Linked DNA regions of Ovis aries: region 1 is linked to region 2. A link is a contact called in public Hi-C data. All regions are on one chromosome and are shown on one strand. Each heading gives the region's core, a stretch centred on a gene start, on an enhancer-like site or on the middle of the called end of the contact. The rest is flanking DNA. Distances are from core to core; before and after follow the strand shown. Region 1 overlaps NEDD4L (NEDD4 like E3 ubiquitin protein ligase). Region 2 overlaps NEDD4L (NEDD4 like E3 ubiquitin protein ligase).

The links. A called contact is a pair of places that touch in the nucleus more often than the background predicts.
Region 1: a Hi-C map of mixed tissues shows a contact between it and region 2, with 1.9 times the contacts expected there. The contact joins two enhancer-like sites. A contact is called at or near these places in 4 of 16 Hi-C or Micro-C datasets (mixed tissues, muscle, omental adipose tissue and 1 more).

What each region holds. Positions count from the first base shown.
Region 1 is chr23:57,817,846-57,824,211 of ARS-UI_Ramb_v3.0, reverse strand. NEDD4L (NEDD4 like E3 ubiquitin protein ligase) reads right to left here. Exons shown (of 33, transcript XM_042239245.1): 18 at 1,030-1,107. Among named protein-coding and RNA genes, the nearest start is that of ALPK2, 260 kb to the left of the region's middle. Within about 2 kb of position 3,476, at least 16 of the 54 cell types and tissues checked have an H3K27ac peak or open chromatin away from gene starts, as enhancers often do.
Region 2 is chr23:57,685,708-57,692,194 of ARS-UI_Ramb_v3.0, reverse strand. All of the region lies in intron 3 of NEDD4L (NEDD4 like E3 ubiquitin protein ligase), which reads right to left. Among named protein-coding and RNA genes, the nearest start is that of TRNAE-UUC, 170 kb to the right of the region's middle. Within about 2 kb of position 3,799, at least 25 of the 54 cell types and tissues checked have an H3K27ac peak or open chromatin away from gene starts, as enhancers often do.

The DNA of each region.
Region 1 (6,366 bases), core at 2,227-4,726, 130 kb before region 2:
ATGTCATCAGGTGGTTGAACAGTCTAATGTAATTCTCTATTGTGAACTCTCACTACTCAGGAACCAACAGATCTGGATAATTTTTCCGAGGTCAGTCTTGTGTGCTTTCATTATCTGGACTGTGCCCACGTGCTACTGAAGTCTAGAATCCAGCAGACCTAAACAGCCTGCCACCTTTCACCTTCTAAACCCTCTCTCCAGTCTCTCCTCTGGGCTCCTTCCATCTAAACCCCGGAACCCAATATCTGGGGAGTGTGTGACATTTGTATAACCCGATGAATAAAGACTTCACCCTGATCTTTCGAGTTTCAAATTTGGCTGTATGTATAGTACCATATAGCAGGCAATAGAAAGGTTCTTGGGAAACAATCACCAAAAAAATTCCCAGTACTGTTCCACTTTAAAGAAGTCTTGGAGTGGGCACCACTCCCTACCTTTCAGCCTCCGTAAGGGTTTTTAAAAAATGGGGGTGGGGGTGGGGGGTGGGTCAAGAAGGAAGCATGGAGAAGGTTTCATTCAAAATTTAACTTGGAATGAATAGCTCATTTCTCACTCAGGCCCCAAAAAAGAACTGATAAAAATTAGATTTATAAACAGTCATCGACAAGGGAGAACAACTTAAAATATCTGCAGGATAAATGACTTAGAGAAACCTTCTGCGATTACTTACGCCTTTTTCTCCCACAGTCTTTAATATTTTTATTCCTATGACTAAATCAGCAGTATGGATGGAAATCAATGGTTGCTAAGTTACAAGATAAATGTGTGCTGCTTAACTCATCACCTGCAGAGAAAGCCTCGAACATCCTAGCGGCAAGGTGTACCTTCCACTAGCAAGAGGGCAGCCATGCCGACCCCTCTCTCAGAAGAGCTACGTGCGGTGTGAACTGTGTAAACTGAGTCTATTAAGAACTTACAGACCAAAGGGACTCAACCCAGAGAAGAAGATCACAGGGCTTCCCTATCAGTACCGAGCCCGTGACTCAGTAAACACTTTCAGACTGGTCTGTGGGTCTCCAGTGTACTCACAGGAAGAGGGCCAAGGTCATTGGGGTTTAAGGATGCCTTTGACCGCATGTGTACTGGAAATTTCAGGCGTGGATCTTCCTGAAAGAGAAATGAAAAAGGCAGGAGATGTTAGGAGTGACTGACCGTGGGTAGTATTGGTCCTCCCCTTCGGGAGGTGTGTGCTCCGCAGCAACCAGGCTGCCTGTACGTGGCGATGCACTCCTGCTGCGTGGGGGAGGGGAGGATCCCACCTTGGTGTAGGAAGCCTGACATCCCAGCTCTCATAAATGATTCCACTCTTCCTTCTTGTCCTCGATGAGAGGAGGAGAGTAAGAACATTTAAGTAAAAGGTTTTCCCAAGACCCAGAGCAGATGAAGAGGGAGAGGGTTCCAGCAGTGATGTTACCATGGAAACCAGAGTGGAGGATGCTGGTGAAGACGAGGCCCTAGTCCACTTGGAGGGGGTGGGGACACCGGTTTGTATAGCTCCCTATGGACCTTGAGCCCTGGCGTGAGGGCAGCTAACCTGTTAGCAACAGCCTCTCCATCAGCACTTAAGTCTACTGTTGCTCCCTTCCACCTCTCTTCAGCTAAAGCCGAAAGTCTGAAATCTGGTCTGACTGCCCAGGCATGTCCTGCCCCAGAATTAGTTGGCAACATCTTATCAAGTCACATCCCCGTGAGAGAACTTCACCGGGATTCTTGACCAAGTTCTATAAATTCTTAAAGTTCTATAGATCTTAAAAGTTCACAAAATACTTTTCTTAAGAGATATGCTTTATCAGATACCACACAGAACCAATGAAAGAAAAATACATGCCCTGACATCTTGGGTCATGCTTTGTAACTTACCAAGAGCAGTCAGATGTACGATCCTGCAGCTACCTTGCTAGGAGGTTGGGCACATAATCTCTGCTCCCTTAGACAAGGAAACCGAGTCTCACAGAGAACAAGAACTTGCCCAGAGGTTCTGGTTTAGAGTCTAGCAGTTGCCCCTTCACTTATACAGACCCAATTAAAAATGCAGGGCAACCTAGGGAATCCCAATTTTAAACTCAAAAGATTAGAAAACAAACAAAATGATAATCTTTTAAGCTCAAATGACTAGAAAACAAAATGATAACATTATTAACTAAATAAGCCTAACAGGAAAACAAAAAGTCACCCTAAAATCTTAACAAAACCCAAAACAACCCTGTATTTCAATAATGTTAAAGCCTTTGTTGCTCTTAAAATTACTAAAAGGTTTTCTGCCTCAGCATTTTCCCAAGTCAGCAAGAAAATGAAATAGTTAATATAAAACTGGGAAAATAATAAACCTCACTTTTTGCTGGAGATATGAAGTTACATATGGTTATATACCAAGACTGTATTAAACATCTGGATTATGGAGCGTGACTGCTAATGGGCATGGGGTTTCCTTTGGCGGGATGGAAATGTCCTACAACTGATGATGGTGATGGCTGCCCGTGTGTGATGCTCTAAACATCATTCTGAGGTATGTTTTAAACGGGTGAATTGTATGGGATGTGCACGATACCTCGACAAAGCTTTAAAAATGTTTCTCCCAAATGAACAGTATAAACCCTTAGTATCACCAGATAATGACAAAGTGACAGGTTTGGGGGCTGGCAAGAACAACGACAACAAAAATCACACATGCACAAATCAACCTGTGCTTTCTGTCAGCTATAAGCAAACTGTTAATAGAAGCAATAAATCATATTAGCAGTTTTCGATGGAAATTGATCTTGAACTTTTTAAAGGGATAATTAGAGACCTAAAAACACTCCAGCATTCTATAGCATACTGGAACACCTACAGTGTAAGTAGATATACAAGTAGCTTTAGGATTCAGAAGGTCCAAAAAGCTGATCATCTGATAAACATCTGTGACTGTTTTGTCATGGAAAGAGGAAAACCTTAGAATGGTGAATTCCACCAAACACATCCAAGGCTAACTGTGAGCTGGCCCAAGTAATGTCCCCACCATGGGGAACCCTGGGCCCCCCACAGCCCTGGATGATGCTGGATTCAGAGAAAGTCCGAGGCTGGGATCACAAGGCCGGGGCTTCTGGATGCTCCATGCTTGGAATTATACATGCAGGCTACTGTGAAAGACAACCAGCTCTTCTGGTAAAGAGCTGCTGATTGAAAGAAGATAAACAAACAAAAAATCAACTGCAATTAAACAAAAGTGACCAACCGGGAATGGGGGAAGAAGCATGAAGAATAAAATAAACTCCGTTTCCCAGGTCTACTAAAATGGCCCGGCACAGAAATCTGGAAGCCAGAGAATGTGAGGGCTGGAGGCAGCGGTGTGTGTGTGGGGGCATCACGTGATTTTATTGTACTAACAAAAATCAAAACACTGGCAGCAGCTGCCATCCATCAGGCTCTGGGAGCTCAGCCTAGGGGGCCCCACGGAGCCGCCCTCCCATGGACTCCCCTGACCGACAGAGGGCGCAGCCGGCAGGGCAGGAAAACAGCCAGGCCCCATGTGAGCTGGGACAACCGGAGGGACGAGAGTCAGCCGGAGTCCCAGCGAGGTGAAGGAGTGAAACACACAACTCGGGCTGGGCTGTTCTCCCTTGCCTCAGCACAGAAGAGCCTCCTTCACAATTACATCAGTATTTCACAACCGCTTCCCTCAAATACAGTTGAAAGGGCTTTTAAATAGAAGGCAAAGATCAACATAAAAAAAAAAAAGGTTTCGGGGAGTTCCCTAGCAGTCCTGTGGTTAAGGCTTCGCCTTCCAAGGCAGGGGGCATGGGTTCAATCCCTGGTTGGGGAACTAAGATCCCACATGTCTCCCCTACCCGCAATTTCTTATTAGACTTATTAAAAACAGATAAAGTAAGGGCATGCTGGCTGGTTGAAAAAACAGTGGTGCTTTTTCCAGCCTGGAAGGGAGCAACCACCAGACCTGGACTACAGTGACTTTTATGAGTTTGGACCTGGGCAGAAAAGAAAACAAGCCTAAAACTTAATTACGGTATAATCTTTCTCATTACAGAAATAAGCCAATGCTTTGTCCTGTAAAAGACATAAATATGTTCTTACACACATGCTTTGAGCTGCTTCTTCAGCAGAAGCAATAGACACACTGAAGCCTCGTGTAATCTCTTCTCACCTCCCTAGGGGTCTCCCCGAGATCCACAGCCAACCCACCCCTGTGGGGGCCAAGAGATGCGCATTTGACATGTCTGACTTGATTACCGACAGCAGGCTGGCATCCTGCCTCTGTGATTCGTGAGTACAAAGGGCTGTGTTTTATAAACAGACTCAAAGGGGGGGGGGGTGTGTGCGCGTGCGTGCGTGCGTGTGTGTGTGTCAGACTCTGCGACCCTATGGACTGTAGCCCACCAGGCTCCTCAGTCCATGGGATTCTCCAGGCAAGAATACTGGGGCCAGTTGCCATTTCCTTCTCCAGGGGATCTTCCTGACCCAGCAGCGATCGAACCCACATCTCCTGCATTGGCAAGTGGATTCTTTACCACTAGTACCAGCCTGGGGAAGCAAAAGGAAGGTTCTTCTATCAATGTATACAAAGGAGAAGCTTCTGGTTTGTGCAGGGCTCGAGAGCACACGGGGTGCAGAGGGAAGATGTCCGTTTTCATCCCTCTTGACCTGTCTGACCGGTTTTTCTTTCTTTTATGACAATGCTCAAATCTAAGAATAGCTGTTCTTTCTTTAAAAAACAAACAAACAAACAAAAACAAAGCAACCCCCAAAGTAACTCAACACAGGTTTTAAGCTGAAAGTTATCTTCTTGTTTCTCCCCATCCCTCCACCTTTTGTCAGAATAAACACGTGTTCAGAGCATGTGCTCTGCAGCCAGCGCTGCGGATGGGCCTTTGTTTAGCAGGGATAACGCAGCTGTGTCAGGGCCTCCACGCTGAGCGGGGAAGGGTGTTGACGGCTGGTGGAACTCTTTGTTGCTCCCTTCAGGATTTTCATGACAGCACCCGTGACAAAACATTGTTTTAACAAATTGAAATTTGAAAATCAGTGAGTCACGAGTATCTGGTCGAAAGGGGCAATGGGAAATAAAAAACTGGGTTTCATTCAGCAACAATGCAGGCAATAAATAAAGCGGGTGCTATTTAAAAGAAAACCTGCCCAGCTGCGATTACACTGCAGTTGTGGCGTGAAAGGCTGTGAAAAGGTTAGGGGATTTGATTACTAAGCTAGTTCAAATTACTAAAATCATAGCTTATGTTGGCAAGCCACAGTGGCTCCATATACTAATCCATCTACTTTCACAATATTTACCCCCTACTTCTGGAGCTCCCATTTCTGGCTGAGGAACTGAAATCCCAGCAATGCTGTAGCAAGTAGAAATGGCTTCAGTAGTAGGACTGCTACAGGTTCTACATCCCTGAGGGGGGTTAAAAAAAGACTTTGAAACCAACCTCTGTCACTCTGTTTTCCAAGGAGCTTCCTATCTATTACTCTCTTGTTGCCACAAACCCGTAATATTATCTTCAGATGAAACTGTTACTTATTATACGTCTGAGAAGTAGTGATGAGTTTACCAAATGAATGCTACCAGATCTGAATTTTAAATTCTCTCTGCAGGTTATACCTTTACTTCAAAATTGGAGTGGTTCTCACTAAGGGGTGTTGGGAAATGCCTGGGGGCTCCCGAGCTTTTCAGTGTGCTGGGATCCGGCGGCAGGGGCCGAGGATGGCGAATGCCCCGCAGCAACAAGCACAGCCCTGCCCCGAGTGCTAAGAATGTCCTCGTGAAGACACACTGCACTGTGATCCGTGAGATCTGAGAGAGCCTAATCCAGTTCTCAAGGGACTGAATTACCATCGTGCCATGGGCAGAGTGTAAATGACAGTCCAGGTCACTTGGGTCCAGGTCTCTTCCTTCACATGATACTGCTGTTCTAGCAACTGGGTATATTTGGTGTCTTCACTAGAAGTGGGAATTTAAAGCATGTGTTGACTCTTGGTCCAAGACCAAAGAGCCAGGGCCAGTGACAATCACCAAAACTCAACCGGATTTCATGTAATCATCGGTTCTAAACAGCAGTGCAGCACATAAAAAGAATGGAGCCCAACTCCATACCTGGGTAGTCAGCTGGGGATATAAGGGGCAGGAAGGAAAACAAACCTTCGGGAACATCAGAAACAGTCGGAAACCTGAGGACCCACTTCAGGTTAACTATTGGCCTAGAGATGAAACAGCAGAAAAACAGCACTGACTTTAAAAAGAACTCTATGCTACCTCCAATGAGCCGCCGCTGACTGCCCTGAACGAAGGAAGAGCGAACAGGGGAATGTAAAGATACGCACACGTCCTTTTCATTAATCTCATTTTTCTCAAAGTTAACACAGCATACATAC
Region 2 (6,487 bases), core at 2,550-5,049:
TCCAGACGACCGTGGCACCCACAGTCTGCCCGGCTCTGGCCTCTGCCTGCCCCTCGGAGGTCATCTTCCGTGTGCCTTGCACATTTAGCAAACACTATGCTTTTCCTCCTCTCCTGGAAATGTCCTGATCCCACCACGCCTGCACCGACCCTCACTCAACCTGAAAGACTAGCTCAGCTGTCTTTGAGAAGGTTTTTTTAATGCCAAACCCACGCCCACTGGTAGAAGACAACCAGTACCGCCGTGGCTTACCTGCGTGACCGTTACTGGGACGGGTCTAGGAGCGACTTGCAAATGGGGCCATGTCTTGGTCACTCGCATATACGACATGGGTTCAGTGATGACCCAAAGGCAGATTAGGCATGGAGGGTGAGGTGAGAGGGTGGGCAACTGTGAGCTCTGTCGTCAGCAGAGACTGTAAAGTGTCACCGTGCGTACCGAGCACGGAGAATGTGCACGGACAATGTACACGGAGCACGGAGAATTCATGGGCTAGGCGACGGCCATCTCTATGAAAGTATGATACTGCCCAAACTGGGGTACTTCGGATGGAAATAGAACAGCCTCGCTCACAATCTCTGTTTTCTTTTTTTTCCTCATGCCATGACTGAAACAAAGAAATCCAGTAGTAATGGAGCAGAAGCTGAAAGTGAAGGATACCTGCTCTGAGGGGGTTTGAACAGGAGGCAATTAATAAAGGATTCAGGTTAAGTAAAACCACAGTGGAGCATGCGACCGCAGCGTGCTGAAGGTTGAAAACCAGAGTGGCAATTAGGCAGGGAAAACCCACAGGAGGTAAAACACTCTTCACGTCGGTGAACAGCTTGTAAGGAGCTCTATGGAGCTAGTCCCCGGGGGACCAGAGATCTCTGTGTAACAGAAGCGGGGGACTCGACCCTGATCCGTGGGAAAAGCCTGTGGGAAAGGCTGGTGATGAGACCTCCAGAGTCACGAGAGCCACCCAGCCAAGTCCATTTTGCTAACGCCTCAAGATGGTATAAGGCGAGCTCCAGACAACTCCCCTCTAGGGACTGACAACTCAGAAGAAATCACAGCCCCCAGATGACTAAGTCAGGACTCCAAGGACACCCAGAGGCTCCCTCCATAGCCCATCCAAAGGCATGAGCGTCTGGTTTCCTCTCTGCTCCTTCTCTCAGCCCATTCACTGAGCACCTACTATGCCTCGGGCATTGGTCCAGGCACCTGCGATTCACCGGGGAAGAAAGGATTTGTTTTCTTTGTGAACGTCACCCTCCAGCAAGGGGAGACAGGTGGTAAGCAGACTACAAACACTAAAGAGATAAGAAACACAGTGACTTCCCTGGTGGTCCAGGGGCTAAGACTCCCCTGTGCTCCCAATGCAGGGGGGTTCCTAGTCAGGGAACTAGAAATGCAGGGGGGTTCCTAGCCAGGGAGCTAGATCTTGCATGCCACAACTAACAGCTTGAATGCCACAACTAAAGATCCAAGATCCCACGAGCTACAACTAAGACTGGGCACAGCCAAATAAATGAATAACTTTTTAAAAAGACACACAGCAGGCAAAGAGGACTGACATTGGGAGGTGGAGGCAGGCACTGATTGTTGTTCAATTGGATGGTCCTGGAAGCTGTCTGAAAGGGTGATTTTTTTAATAACTTGAAGGAAATGACAAATTATTAAGTGGGAGACCCTCACAAAAATTTAACAATTGCACATTTGACAAAGATAGGGGTTTTTTTTTTTTCCTCCTCCTTTAATGGCTGTCCTGGTTTAGTTGATTTAAGGCAACATAGCAACATAATTGGGGGCTTCCCTAGTGGCTCAGGGGTAAAGACTCTGTCTACAATGCAGGAGGCCCAGGTTTGATCCCTGGAGCAGGGCGTCACAATCCACTCCAGTCTTCTTGCCTAGAGAATCCCATGGACAGAGGAGCCTGGTGGGCTGCTGTTCGTAGGGTTGCACAGAGTCAGACACAACTGCAATGACTAAGCAGCGGCAGCAGCAACGTCACTGCGGGCAGGTGCCCTGGAGTAAGGCACCAGGTTTGTTTCCTGGAGCTGCCACCCACACTGGGAAATAACCAGATGCCACGATTGCTGCCCATTGAGCTCACCAAGAGGAGAGCGAAAAAGCTGGCTGAAAGCTCAACATTCAGAAAACGAAGATCATGGCATCTGGTCCCATCACTTCATGGCAAATAGATGGGAAACAGTGACTGACTTTATTTTTCTGGGCTCCAAAATCACTGCAGATGGTGACTGCAGCCATGAAATTCAAAGATGCTTGCTCCTTGGAAGGAAAGCTATGACCAACCTAGACAGCATATTCAAAAGCAGAGACATTACTTTGCCAACAAAGGTCCATCTAGTCAAAGCTACGGTTTTTCCAGTAGTCATGTATGGATGTGAGAGTTGGGACTATAAAGAAAGCTGAGCGCCAAAGAATTGATGCTTTTGAACTGTGGTGTTGGAGAAGACTCTTGAGAGTCCCTTGGACTGCAAGGAGATCCAAACAGTCCATCCTAAAGGAGATCAGTCCTACATGTTTATTGGAAGGACTGATGTTGAAGCTGAAACTCCAATACTTTGGCCACCTGATGCGAAGAGCTGACTCATTTGAAAAGACCCTGATGCTGGGAAAAATTGGAGGGGGGAGGAGAAGCGGGCGACAGAGGATGAGATGGCTGGATGGCATTACCGACTTGATGGACATGAATTTGAGTAAACTCCGGGAGTTGGTGATGGACAGGGAGGCCTGGCGTGCTGCGATTCATGGGGTCGCAAAGAGTCGGACGCGACTGAGCGACTGAACTGAATTGAATCTCACCAAATGGTAAGGGGGGCTTTCCAATCCTATACTTTCAAGATAGCAGTAATTTACAAGGCTTGGTTCTATAAAATGCTAAAATAAATTCTGACTTAAAAATGAGAGTTCAGTATTGGACGTCACTTAACTCGACAGGGCCCCATGTGGCAAAGAACAAAACTTGTGTCACACCAGCGGTGCGGCCACAGGACCGACCCTTTGCTTCTGTATCCAGGCTGCCACATGTCTGAGAGGGCGGAATAACTCGTCCCTCCTGGACTACTCCAATGATGTGCCTGTCCCTGGCTTCCAACATTGGCAAGAAAAGATAAGCATGCTAGGTGAGTGGAAATATTTTTTTCCAGGAAAACAACTTTGCATTCTGGTCTATAAGATAAATGGCAGCATTGTCCCTTCTGAACACAATAACCTGTAACCTTCTACGGGGAGGAGTTGGCAGAGCCTTTTTAAAGCAGGTTTTCTGACCACTATCCCAGTGTCGGCCACAACTTCCAAATGAACCAAAAGACAGTCGTACTGGAAAATGTTAGAAGCTGCCTCGTGAGACAGCGACTGAGGAAAAAAAAGAAAGGCTTGTCCGCCCATGCCATTGTTGTTCCCTTGCTTGGTTATCACACTGACATGTTCCCTTGGTGACTGTCGGCTGCAGCTCCCTTCAGATGCCGTGTGGCCCACGGCCCGGGCACCAGTGTACACCTGGCCCCTCCTGCTGCCCCGGGCCTCTCCAGCACCCGGCTCCCGAGTGGGCACCCCCAGGGGCTCCGTGCACCCTTGTTGAATAAATAACTGAGCCTCACCACAAGACTGGGAAGCCACTTAGAGACTTACTGGTGCACTCTTCACCCGGAACTCACCAACTGCTTTTTCTTTCCTTCTCTGCCCACACTTCTCCCCTCCCCTAAAAAAGCAGCAGCCAAGCCAGATACAGAGCACAGCGAAAGGGCGACTTCAGGATGACGCAGGTGGCACCTCGGCTGGGCAAGCGCAGGAGGCCTGCAGCTCTGGGCCGGGGAGGGGCAGGCCGTGCCCCACCTGCCAGCACGCCTCTGAGTCTCACTGTCTGCGGGTCTCAGCCTTAAGCGGCTTATTGCCTAACTAAGATGCTGGATTTGTCATCAAAGCTTTCTGTGCTGTGTCATGCTCCAAATCTAATTTTCCCCATAACATCCCTGCAGTGGGTGATGCCCCATCTCCTGGGGTGTGCAGGTCCCCGGAAGTGACTGGGCCCCGTTTCGGTCTTCTCACTCTCATACTCTCTCTGACAGGCATACTTTTTAGCTGACGTAATCGTCCTAGCCGTTAAATTCTTTATTTCCTTCAGAAACAGGGCTCCTCTGGCATGCAAGTGCACGCACACACAGGGAAAAATCACTGTGTGGACTCCCTGTGAATGAACAAAGAATTGAAAAACAATTTTTTTAACTGGCTAATGAAATTGGGAAACATATTTTTCCCAGTCTGCTTAATCTCACCAATCAATTAAATGTTAACTGTCTTTGATGGCCATCCCCACTCAGCTCCATGCTTAAGGGTGGCTAAAGTATGTATTTAAAAAGAAAATCAACCCAGTGAAAACAAGAATGAGAAGGGGGAGAAACAGTCAGCCTTTTAAAAAGAATCTGAGCTCCACAAAAACTGCAACTTGGAAGCGAAAAAGAGGTCTCCAACACAAAGATACTTAATAAATATTTGGTCAGGGACAGACTCAAATAAGAAGACAAATTATTCTAAACGAATGAACAAGGATACTCAATAGCCTTGTCGATGAGTTAAGATAGCCACACAAACGTATTACCAGACAGGTCAGTGTCCTTCAGACACACCACTCACGAACCTCACATGCAATCACGCCCTTGAAAACCTCAACACAACAGGGCAAGAAAGAAAAAGTGGGAGACATTAAAATTCCTTAAAGCCCACCACACTCTTTCCTCTAACAAGGCTGGAGACTTCCGTGAGTCTCAAGCTTGTCTACACAGTATGGCAGATCTTGGCCAAAAATCAACTCGCCAAGCCTGTTAATTGAGCTGCAGGTTCAAACCAAATCCCGGCCCTGGAAAACGTTCCCAAAGGTCCCAGCCCCAGGGCCGTCGCTGACCTCTGCTCCAGAATCTGTGACCAGATGCCCTCTGTAATATGACGAGGTTTCCAGTCATTGACCTGAGTCAGAGGTGCTTTATAATCACATGTGATCCCGTCACCCGCAGAGGGCGGATGAGTAATAGTGAAGCGAGCAGGACAGCTTACATCACTGCAAGTGGTGATTTTTAAATGTGTTTCTATTCAACCCCAGTTACCCGACTAGAATCCATCATCTCTGAGTTGCCACTTAGTCTGGAGCGATGACCGCTAACTGCCTCTGGGAGGACATGCCCTGTCACACGTCCACGTGCCGTTCCAAACATTTCCACGGACGCCTCTGTTTTCCAGGAGTTGTCTTCTGGGCTGATGTCGGGGGGGAGAGCTGGAATTCTCCCTTTTCCCCAGTAACTGCTTCTAAGATGAGTCAGCGGCTCACGTCGGTCTCAGCTGAGAGTCCAGCTGGTGGTTTACCTGTTTTGGCTGATGCGGTTTTGGGGACAACACCAAAGCAGGAAGGAGTTTCCCTAAGATCTAGACCTCGGGCCTCAGAAACGAAGCTGTCTTTGACTCCAGGTGGGCAGCTGGGGGGCTCGGTCAGGCAGGCCCAAGCCCCAAGTCCTGGCCAGCGGGTGTGACGGCGCCTGCGACCCGCGCCCACACTGGACGCTGAGAAAGCCAGGCTGCGCTGGAGGGCACACAGACACGGGCCGCAGGTGTGTCAAGGGACCATCTGTGGAATTCGGAGCCGCTGAAAACACCTGAGAAGCTGGGCTTCGGGCATCACCGAGGAGGTGAATGACCTCAGGAGCCCCTGGGATCTGAGGGGAGAGACCAGTCCACCTGGAGAACCAGAAGCCCTTGACAGGGGCAGCGCGTGAAATCACGGCTAACTCAACACCCACGAGGGAAGCAACCACAGGGAGGAACAGGCTTCTGCCCAAGCGAGGGGAGTGACCACCTAAAAATCTATTTGAAGCCCTCAGAGGTACAAACACTGTCTGGAAAAAAATTCAGAAACACAAAACATCCCTCCCACCCCAGGGCCACCGCCATAACCCCAAAGTCTTACCAACCGCCTCTAAGATACTGTCAGTAAGGACAGAGGGCTCCCCACACCCACCAAACAAACCACTTTAGAATAAAGTTCTTATATTCCTCAAGTAGCAAAGCCCTACATTCTGCTCCTGCCTTCGTTTGATATCTTTTCATTATTCTCCAGGGTAATAAAAGAATGTCCTAACAGTGTTTTTTAACATAGGTATATATGTATACCTATGGCTGATTCATGTGAGGTTTGACAGAAAACCACAAAATTCTTTCAATTAAAAAATAAAACAAAAATAGAAAAGAAAAAAACTCAACATTTAGTTGCAGTACAAGACTCCAAAAGATATAAAACAAAACCTTTAAAACAAAACACAAAAATACACTGTACGTGAGAATCATTCCCACTGCTTTTCTCTGGTCCAAAGAGAAGGCATTTCTTTTTCCTCTCTTACTTTCACCATCGTCTTTCTCAAATCCCCATGGGAATGGCAGTTCCCCTTTTCCTCCTCACAAATATGTAAAGCGGGCGGGGGAGGCACCACTACACAGG